3 separate regions of the Zea mays genome follow, and regions 1 and 2 are each linked to region 3. Evidence: chromatin contacts called from public Hi-C data. All regions are on one chromosome and are shown on one strand. The core of a region is the stretch at or near the end of the contact, and the rest is flanking DNA. Distances in the headings are between cores, read along the strand shown. Region 1 holds the start of LOC100191184. Region 2 holds the start of LOC100276154. Region 3 holds the start of LOC100193112.

Region 1 (3,359 bases), core at 454-2,953, 170 kb after region 3:
GTTGTAAACTGCCTCTATAGAGCTTATTTGCACTAGTGAAGGGCACCTTCGGTGAATTTGTTAGAAAGAGTCGTCCTGGCAGTGTCTCCAACATACAACAAAGACTGGCGCATAGAAATAATAACATTTTTGAAGGGAAAACACCCAACATTAAAAAGAATGGAAGCAAAGATGAAGCTATATAAGATCATAAAAGGGGAGTTGTACAAGGAAGATGTCTGTGCATCCCTGTTTAAATAACTATCTAGATCCGAAGGTCAAGAACTAATGAGAGATATTTATTCTGGTATTTGTGGGGCTCACATCGGCCCAGAGATTTTCTAGGAAAAGTGCTTCGTCAAGATTTCTATTGGCCGAAGGTAGCAGCAGATGCAACAAACTTGGTCAAAATATGTGATCATTGATTCAATTGATCCAACTTACTTTGCATGTGGTGAGATAGGGTATGGAGGCCCAATGTGGCCAGCTCAAAAAAACTTAAAATATGTCGTGGTTGCATTGGAAAATACTCCTTCAAGTGGATTGAAACAAAATCATTAGCTACCATAACTTCGGCTACAACAGAGATCAACAGAGGCATGTCCGCCAATGACGCGCTATGGATAGTGGGAGGTCAAGGATAACAGGTGGGGTCAGGGTGTCAGTGAGAGAGCGATCGCGGGGGACATAAGCGCCGACACGTGACTCAAGAGCATGGGCAAGTGCAGGGAGAGAAGCGCTGACAAGCAGGCCCCGCATGTGAGTGGAAGCATAGCTCGAGAGCAGTTTGGATCGAGTGGATCTAGGTCGTACCATTATTTTCCTTTTTTATTTTTGAATTTAGGTTTGAATTTTGAATTCAAATTAAATGAACTCTAAATCATATTAAGATTTTACAAGAAATCATAAATATTTATATGGTCATTCGGATGAAGTTTGGGCTCTTTTCTTGATTAGTAATGTTGAATACTTGTTTTCGATTGCTTCGGCTTTTTTGCGTAAGATAGTTTGAAGGTAATTTGAAGACTAAGCGAGACGGAGCTTGAGTCCTCGAAAGGTGAATATATATATGATATTGTTCATCTATTTATAAGGGATATGTACATCTTTGTACGAAATTACAAACATCCACAAAGTTTACATACATGATTTACAAATGATATAAGAACATTATTGTTGTTTTTCTTTCTTTCTTGTTGCACGAGTCTTAGACTTTTCTCTTTCATCACTTTGCATCCGGAGTTTTCTTCAGGCCGAGACTGTCGGCTTGCACCTTCGCCGCCCGTGCGTATTGGACGAAGCTTCTATACAGCACTTCGGACGAAAGCTAGCTTAACACATATATTTATGTCGAAGTAAATATATTTTGAGGGTCTTTAGCAGGATAGATCCCTTACAAGTACATTTGTGTAAAACAATTTTTTCCCTCTCTCTATTTGAGATAAAATTAGGATAAATATTTAAAATGGTGGTGTGTTGTCGGAGTTTAAAGGAAATTTGTTTAAGGGTGTCACAGGAATCTAGAGTAAAATACATTTTAACAGAAGTCTTTGACCAACAGAGAATGAAATGATGTATACAGAGGATATAGAAAAATAAGATGTCGATAAAATATTTTTTAGAAAAAATAATAGATATTGAAAAGATATAGATAACCTCTGGAGACTCTGAAGTCTGTCGTTTTCGCGTCGAAACTAGTGACACGAATCTTTTCGTGGACACGTAGCAGGTCGATGATGAGGAGCGGCGACACGTCGTGACGGACGTTACTTTCGCGCCGTATTCTAGTCTTCTAGAGATATCCATCCAGTTCTCGCTATATCTTTTTCTCCCCAAGAAAAAAAAGGCGGCGAGAGCATAAGAAAAAAACACACACACACACACACACAAAGCGCACTTTTCAAATCGACAAAGGGGAAAGGTTCGCTTCTTCTCGCATCTTGCTTTACTTCGAGTGCCATGGCCGATCCGGCGGAGGAGAACGTTGTCTCGCCGCCACCGACCCCTGCGGCCCCAGCCGTGGGCGCCTCAGACTCGCCCCTGCAGCCTGTTGCTGACGGCGCCTCAACGGAGAAGGTGTCTGCCCCGGCGCCGGAGGTAAGGTCCCGGGGATTCAGGCTTCTTGGAGAGGACACTTCCGTGCACAAATCCCTTGGGGGCGGTAAAAGTACGTATTTCTTTCTTCATTTTTCTGCTGACTTTCTTCCTGTGCTCCAATTAATCGTATGGTGTTAGCTTGGAGTTGTGCTTTTTTATAACAGGAGGTCAGGAGATGTGTTTGTTTCTTTCTGGTTATTATTCTAAGTGCATAGGAAACAATAGACGAGATAACGCACGGAATGAGATTGATTATTTATTCGGAGTTTCTTTTGAGAAAGTATATTCAAATCACTCCGTACCGGTTATTAGGTGTGTTAAATTTTGTTCAAAAATAATAACGGGTGTTAAAAAATATGTTCTAAGAAAAGCTAATAATTTACGACTACAAAGAAACGTACCTACATATATAATTATTATCGATTGAAGAATATTGATATTAGTTTCTCCCTAGGAAACCAGCAGCCAAAAAGGAAGACATGGAAACAGATTCTTTAGATTCATTGTTTACTGCACTCGTAGATACAGTGATGGTGATAAGTATGAAACGCGCAAGTTGTACAGTGATGGTGATAAGAAAAAAAAAAGCGCAAGTTGACCTTTTCATCGGAAACGATGTTTTTTGTCCATTTTTCCTAGGGGCGCACTCCAGAAGATGTTAATGGCTTTTGACAGGTGGCTACACCAACACACTTGTAAAAGTGAATCTACACTTGAATCATATGGCTTCGGGCTCCTCTTTTTCAATCATTGACACTTAAAACTCCAGATAATATGCTTTGGCAACAAATTTAAATTTTTAACACTTTGCCATACACAGTGATGGGCAACATATATAGTGTAAAAGGGATTATGGTGCTAACATTGTAACATCAAATTTTATCCATCGGATCCACCATAATCTATGGTTGAATTCAATCTTGTATGGGGACAAAATATAGGAGTTCTTTAGAAAGTAGTCTATGAAATTGATAGATGAAGACATCTTTAAACCATGAGCTAACCTTAATTGAGATTAGCTTAGGTCATTGCTGTTATCTCTTTTGTTCTAATTCTGCTCCTTGTGGAGGAGAACTTTCTGCAGCTGCTGACGTTCTGTTATGGAAAGACAAGAAAACTTCTGCTGTTGTAATAGGCGGCGCAACTGTCATCTGGGTTCTGTTCGAAGTGCTTGATTACCACCTCCTGACCCTGATATCCCATGTACTGATTGGTGTGCTTGCCACCTTATTCCTGTGGTCCAAAGCAACCACGTTCATCAAGAAGTGAGTATTGCATTGGGA
Region 2 (3,060 bases), core at 514-3,013, 150 kb after region 3:
GCAGTTCCCATAATTCAAATTGCAGAGACAAAGTATTACACATCAACCATATGAACACACTGACTGCATAGATAGTCTTCAATACATAGATTGTCTTACATAAACACAACCACATCACAGAGAGAGATGTTACAAGTACATAGTCTTGACATCACAAAAGTCTTCATAACTGCTAACTAGTTCATCTCATGACACAAACTCGTTACAAGTTCATCTCATGACCACAAAAGAAAGAACCATAGAAGAAACATACTAGTTGTCTTGGCAACTTAAACAGTACGATCAAAAATCTCGTCGTAGTTGTAGCCCATAATACGACAATGCTCGGACAAAGAAACAACCACTTTATTCTCCTCCTACTTCATGTCTTCAAACACCATTTCCTATAGCTCCGGATCTTCTGACACGTATCCATCCACTTGGTCCTCAACATCAGAAAGGTTAGGGTGGTCTTCAACATCTGAAGGGGGATGATGAAGGTCCCAACTAGGAGATTTATTCTCCAGATCTTCTTCACAGACAATACAAGTCTTCTCGAGGTTCTTGCAAACATCCTTCAAATGGGCAACAATCTTTCCAACCTTACCCCCTTCAACTTCTGGGATACTACAACACATCCTATTCATGTTATGTAACAGTGAAGATTGCCTCCTCATCTCTTGAATGGCATATCGCAGTGAGTTCTTGACGCTAACGTGATACTTCAAATCAACATGTTCCTGTAGAAATAAAACTAGTTGTTGATCAGGTGGACGACTAAGTTACCATGTTTATGAAGAACCAACCCTAATTCGAATGAACAGCAGCCCTAAACCCTATTCCAAATGCGGCAAAGGAAGAGAGAAACAAAATCAGTCACCTTGGAGTTATCTTCAACAAAGCTTCGATACTTCACAGCTTGGACGACAAGTTAAACCTTATCGGCGGCATTACTGGCAGATTGCACCGCCGCTCGTGCCTCCTTCTCAGCCACCAACTCCGCACATCTAGCCTCCGCAGCTGCAACAGCCGCAACACGAGCAGCATCAACAGCTTCTGCCACAGCGACGACAGGAGCAGTTCAATCCATGGGTGCGGCGGCTAGGGTTGGGTTGCGGCGACTAGGGTTCGGTTGTGGAAGGGAGCTAGAGGAAAGGAAAGAACGACGAGATCTCAAGAGAGGCTGGGTGCGGCGGTGGTGAACTTGTAACGATAGCGGGTAATGGATGTGTGACGGCGTCAGTATCAGTGTAATAATCATCGTCCTTACCTGGTAATAAGGTCGTCATGTCCATTTCAGAGTGTAGGCTTTCCCCTGGTTTTTCATATAGTCAAATCTCTCTCCTTAGCCTCCATTTCGTCGAAGCCACATCCGCGGTGTTTCGTAATGGCAAAAATATCTGTTTGGTGTCCTGCATACATGAGCTCAGAGGCTACACTCGCAGCTACAGCTTAGCCTAGAAATACCCCCGCAGCTGCACGTATAGATACGCACGGAACATCTCGTTTTCTACATGCCAAATGCACACGAGCCAGACTACACTCACTCAACCAGCTAATAAACCGAACGAGCCCTGTGTTCAACGAAGCCACACTAGGGGCCTGTTCGGTTTACTCGGAACGATGACCTGGAACGAGTCGTAGCTGGATTGATTGTATAATTTACATAAGCTTTGATCAGATGGAACTATTCCTGGATAGAATCCCCGACAACCGAACAGGGCCTAGAAGGGGAAGAATACCGCCCCGGCACGCTGTTCTTGACCGTCGCATCCAATCCAACGGCATTCTGGTTCTAGGGAGCCCGCAGGAAGGCACCTCTGCGGCGACCAGCGTGAAGAAAGGGGATCGGAACGCCTCCATCTCAAACCCCACGAAGGCACGAACCCTCTCTTCCTAGGTTCATCGTTCCTCCTCCGCGTCCTTCCTTCCCTCCGCAGCGCGGCGCGGCGCGGCGCGATGATACAGCTGCTCTTCACGCTGCTAGCGGCGGAGGGCGCCGTGGCGGCGGTGCTACTCTTCAAGACGCCGCTGCGGAGGCTGGCCGTGCTCGCGCTCGACCACCTCAAGCGGGGCCGCGGGCCCGTCATGGTGCGCACCATCGCGGCCACCGTGCTTGTCGTGCTCGCATCCAGTCTCCACAGCATGGCCAAGATCCGCGGCCACGCCGAGGGGGAGCTCGACGGCTCCGGGGTCGTGGGGCTCACCCCCACCGACCAGGTCCTTCTTGCGCGACACCTCCTCGAGGCGTCACTCATGGGTATGCACGCGAGCATCTCTGGAATGTTGGTTGAAGTCATTCACCCTCTCTCTCTCTAATCAATTTGTTCGATCGTCCTCATACTCGTCATCATGAAGCACCTATGAAATAGGTCTGTCACATTTAGTGTAATGTGTGAATTAATAACTGGCATCAGGGTTGATACCTGGTTGGCTGCAGTAAGTTATAGGACCTGGTTACACTTCAAGTCTTCAACTAACTATATGATTTCGGTTTGGAACCTCCTATCCAAACAGGTCCTTAGGATGAAATACACAGCATCTTGAGGCACCAATGAACTGTGGCTTTATCATTTGAGGACATATCTGATGCACATGGAAGATTGGTGCACATGGTGCACATATTAAATTATCACCACTCATTTTAGATCTAACGTCTCTGATTGATCATTCAATTTACAAATAACACCTTCCACCACCACACACCACCACGTTGGAGGGTGTCATTAGCAAAATATACCAAACAACTATAGACGTTAGATTTAAAATGAGTGCTGATGATTTAATATGTGCACCATGTACACCAATCTTTCATGTGCACAAGATATGTTCTCTTATTATTTATCAGCAACTTTTTTATTCATGAAATACTCAATGCTATGTTACCTTGTTCTTTATCTTAGTTTGCCTTCGTAGCGTAAATCATTTTGTTCTAGAGACCCTGTATCATGCAAAGTCAAACGTTGCAGAAATTGAAATTCTGAAGAGTTTCACATAGAGTATGTTAAAAAAGTTGGTTTTATAAATAATGGAACATTTTTTTGCCCAGTTGCCTTTCACTTGAGGTGTTAGTAATCATTT
Region 3 (2,957 bases), core at 96-2,595:
GAGGATAAGATGGATGTCTTTGAGGTGGTCTATGGAGATCGTATCCTCTAAGGGACACAATTGCTGAAGGGAGAGGGGCTATGATCTGGTAGAGAGGTGTGCAGACAGCTCATTCTTCTCACCTGGATTTTTGTCCTGGCATGTCAATGTCACACAGTTTGAGAGGAGATTTTACCTAGCTATTTTCCTAGAAAAAATGAAGATTAACCTGCAAAACATTCTTATTTTCACCAAGGTCGTTCAATGTTGCCCAAAGATAATCTAAATGTTACTCGATAAGTTGGGCTCGCAAAACAAAGAGTAACAAATCTATCTGACTTGTTAGCAATTCATATGAAGCGTCTCAGGAGCTTCTACTTTTAGTTTTGTGGACATTTAAACAGCAAGCAAATTATTCTTTCTTGGTGAATTCATATGGTACAAGAATCCTACAGTGTATACTGTATATAGGAATTCACTCATCTGAATGTTGGATTGTGATTTACTACCATTCTTAAATAAAAAACCATTTAGCAGTGTCAGCACTCCATGTAACTATTAGTACTATATCATACGAAAAAACATGTTATAATAGCAACTCAAATTGACAAGGAATTCCCTGGCTAGCATCCTACGCGAATCTGATTAAAACTAGAGCAACACCTAATTCCAGCATTCCTACATGCTGCTCGACATATTGTAATTACCAACTTAAGCAAAACTGGGGTGTAACTCCACCAATGCTGGTTCAGTTACACTTCGTTTGTTTAAAACAGAATTTCCTCACATTCTGTTATTTAGTGCTATTGTTAATTAAAAAATACTTGGAACTAAACACAAATGCTTCTTTGGAACAAATATCCCACTAATAGCAAGTCTTCTCCCAGAATCAACTTCTATCCATCGTAGCTCTAATTGTTAACATTAAGCATCTAAACCTCAACAGTAAAATTTATCCGCACCACACTAATAGACTCCAAGATATATGATAGGAAACCACTCCGTTTTCAACACAACCAAAAGCGACCACCATAGCAAGGAGGGAAGCAATCTCACCATTGTGCATTTGCCCTGGGTGTAGTACAAACACGTGGGCTTCCAAGGATACCTGGAGCTCGGCCTGGGCGCCTCCATGACCAGCCCCTCCCTCGCAGCGTGGGCAGATTGTGAAGTAAGAGAGAAGGCGGCAGCAACGGGGGAGCTTCTTCGGCGGGAATTGCGGATGGGAAAGTCCGAGGAGAAAGGGCGGAAGAAGGATTGGAGCAGGGGCGGTATAAGGTTCGCTAAGGAAGACGGTGAAACCCTAGCCAGAGCCATCCCAATTTCCACAGAACAAATGTTGCTTCAGTTCCGGTTCGACAGCCGAACTGGCGACGTTTTCTCCCCTCTCCATCCGCGTCGGCGAATTTATCACCACGGGCTAGTTTGAGAGCTGGCGAGATAAACCTAAGATTAAAAAAATCAATAAGGGCTAGTTTGTAAACTCGCTTTTACAAGTTTCAAATCCCACTATGAATTTAATCCACATTTAGATTGGATAAATTCATACCGCATACTCAGTCCAACGATGAAATTAAATTCATCATTTAATTCATGTATAGTTATTCTTTTGATCTATAGATTCTAACATAAACTTGTGTAATATCATCATGGATTTGTTCCATACCCAATAAGCTATGGATAAAATTCATTTCTTTCATAGTTTAAAAAATTCTCAAACCTTGGGTTATAATCCATGATGGGTTTAGCCGAATAAAAAATTGAGTACACTTGGATTATTTTGGGACATTGATTGTGACATAGATTTAATTACAATCCATGTTAATGCAGAGCTGAATTGGTGTAAACGAACAAGGCCTAAAAGATTTCAATTTTCCCAAGAGAAAAAGAACTAATTTCTCTTGGGGAATGAAAAATCTCATAAAATAGAGTTCCCAAATAGCACTAAATAACTAAATACTACCTTCATTTCCGAATATTTATTACCCGCTAGTTTATTTTTAAATGATACTTTTTGGATTACTACCAAGAACATGATCCCAGAGAGGATTTAGGTTCCTAAACTAGCACACGGGAAATCTACGGTTAGAAAATACAATATTTAGATACAAATTTAAATATATTATATTAAATCAATATAAATTGAATAAATAAAATTTAAAATTAGCATTTATTTTAGAGTTTATTTGCTATTGTCTAATAGGCTATATATTAAAATTTTAGTATGATTTTAACATATTAATGGAGTAATCTACTACTACCCTATAAGGAGTCCCTGTAGGTGTCCACATGTGCGACCATGCCCCCGCCCTGCTCACGTCACTCTGCCCAAGCAAGGAAACTTCAACAAACCTCCCTACCTTCCTTCGTCGGCCCGAGTCCCCATCGCCACACCCTAGCCCCCATTCACCCCGCCAAGCGAGTTTGGCACCGACGACGGCGCCAACTAACATCGTCGCCTAGATCATGTGTGATCGTGCCCCCGCCCTACTCCCGTCACCCCGACCGAGCAATGTAACTTCAGCAAACATCGTCACCTTCCTTCGTCGGCCCGAGCCCTGTCACCTCGCCCAAGCCTCCGTCACTCCGCCACCTTTCTTCATCGCCACCGGGCCGGGCCCAACCTCTTGCGCCCACGCGCGGGATCTTCGGGTGGATCTTTGTCACACCCAGAATTAAGGACAATTCCAGATGCTTCTCAAATATGTGCTAGGATCAAGTCACATCTTTATTATATAATAGACGTTTTGTACAAAGATAGCTAAATATAATATATCATATGACGACAACGATCCTCCACAACCATAGTTGACTAGGAGACGACGGCCTAGACCTCTCCGATCTCATCGTAGCATCCTTCATGCTCATCATCTTATGGTACTTGTTATTGACCTAGTTTGATTATAGCAAGAGTGAGCTCTCATACGGTCATCGTTCAGCAAGTGTGGAGAAAACCGTGGTAGCATCAGGTGCCCACA

Evidence for each region. Hi-C and Micro-C count contacts between places; a contact is called where the count stands out from the background.
Region 1: a Hi-C map of leaf shows a contact between it and region 3, with 3 times the contacts expected there. The contact joins the promoter of LOC100191184 here to the promoter of LOC100193112 in region 3. A contact is called at or near these places in 2 of 25 Hi-C or Micro-C datasets (endosperm and leaf).
Region 2: a Hi-C map of ear shows a contact between it and region 3, with 1.8 times the contacts expected there. The contact joins the promoter of LOC100276154 here to the promoter of LOC100193112 in region 3. A contact is called at or near these places in 4 of 25 Hi-C or Micro-C datasets (ear, endosperm, leaf and 1 more).

The regions. Positions count from the first base shown.
Region 1 is chr6:132,733,886-132,737,244 of Zm-B73-REFERENCE-NAM-5.0, forward strand. LOC100191184 reads left to right here and starts at 1,704. Exons shown (of 5, transcript NM_001136619.1): 1 at 1,704-2,146; 2 at 3,161-3,341. The coding sequence starts at 1,939.
Region 2 is chr6:132,716,455-132,719,514 of Zm-B73-REFERENCE-NAM-5.0, forward strand. LOC100276154 reads left to right here and starts at 1,764. Exons shown (of 3, transcript NM_001371535.1): 1 at 1,764-2,239. The coding sequence starts at 1,939.
Region 3 is chr6:132,564,696-132,567,652 of Zm-B73-REFERENCE-NAM-5.0, forward strand. It overlaps LOC100193112, which reads right to left and starts at 1,346. Exons shown (of 6, transcript NM_001138274.1): 1 at 1,036-1,346. The coding sequence starts at 1,296.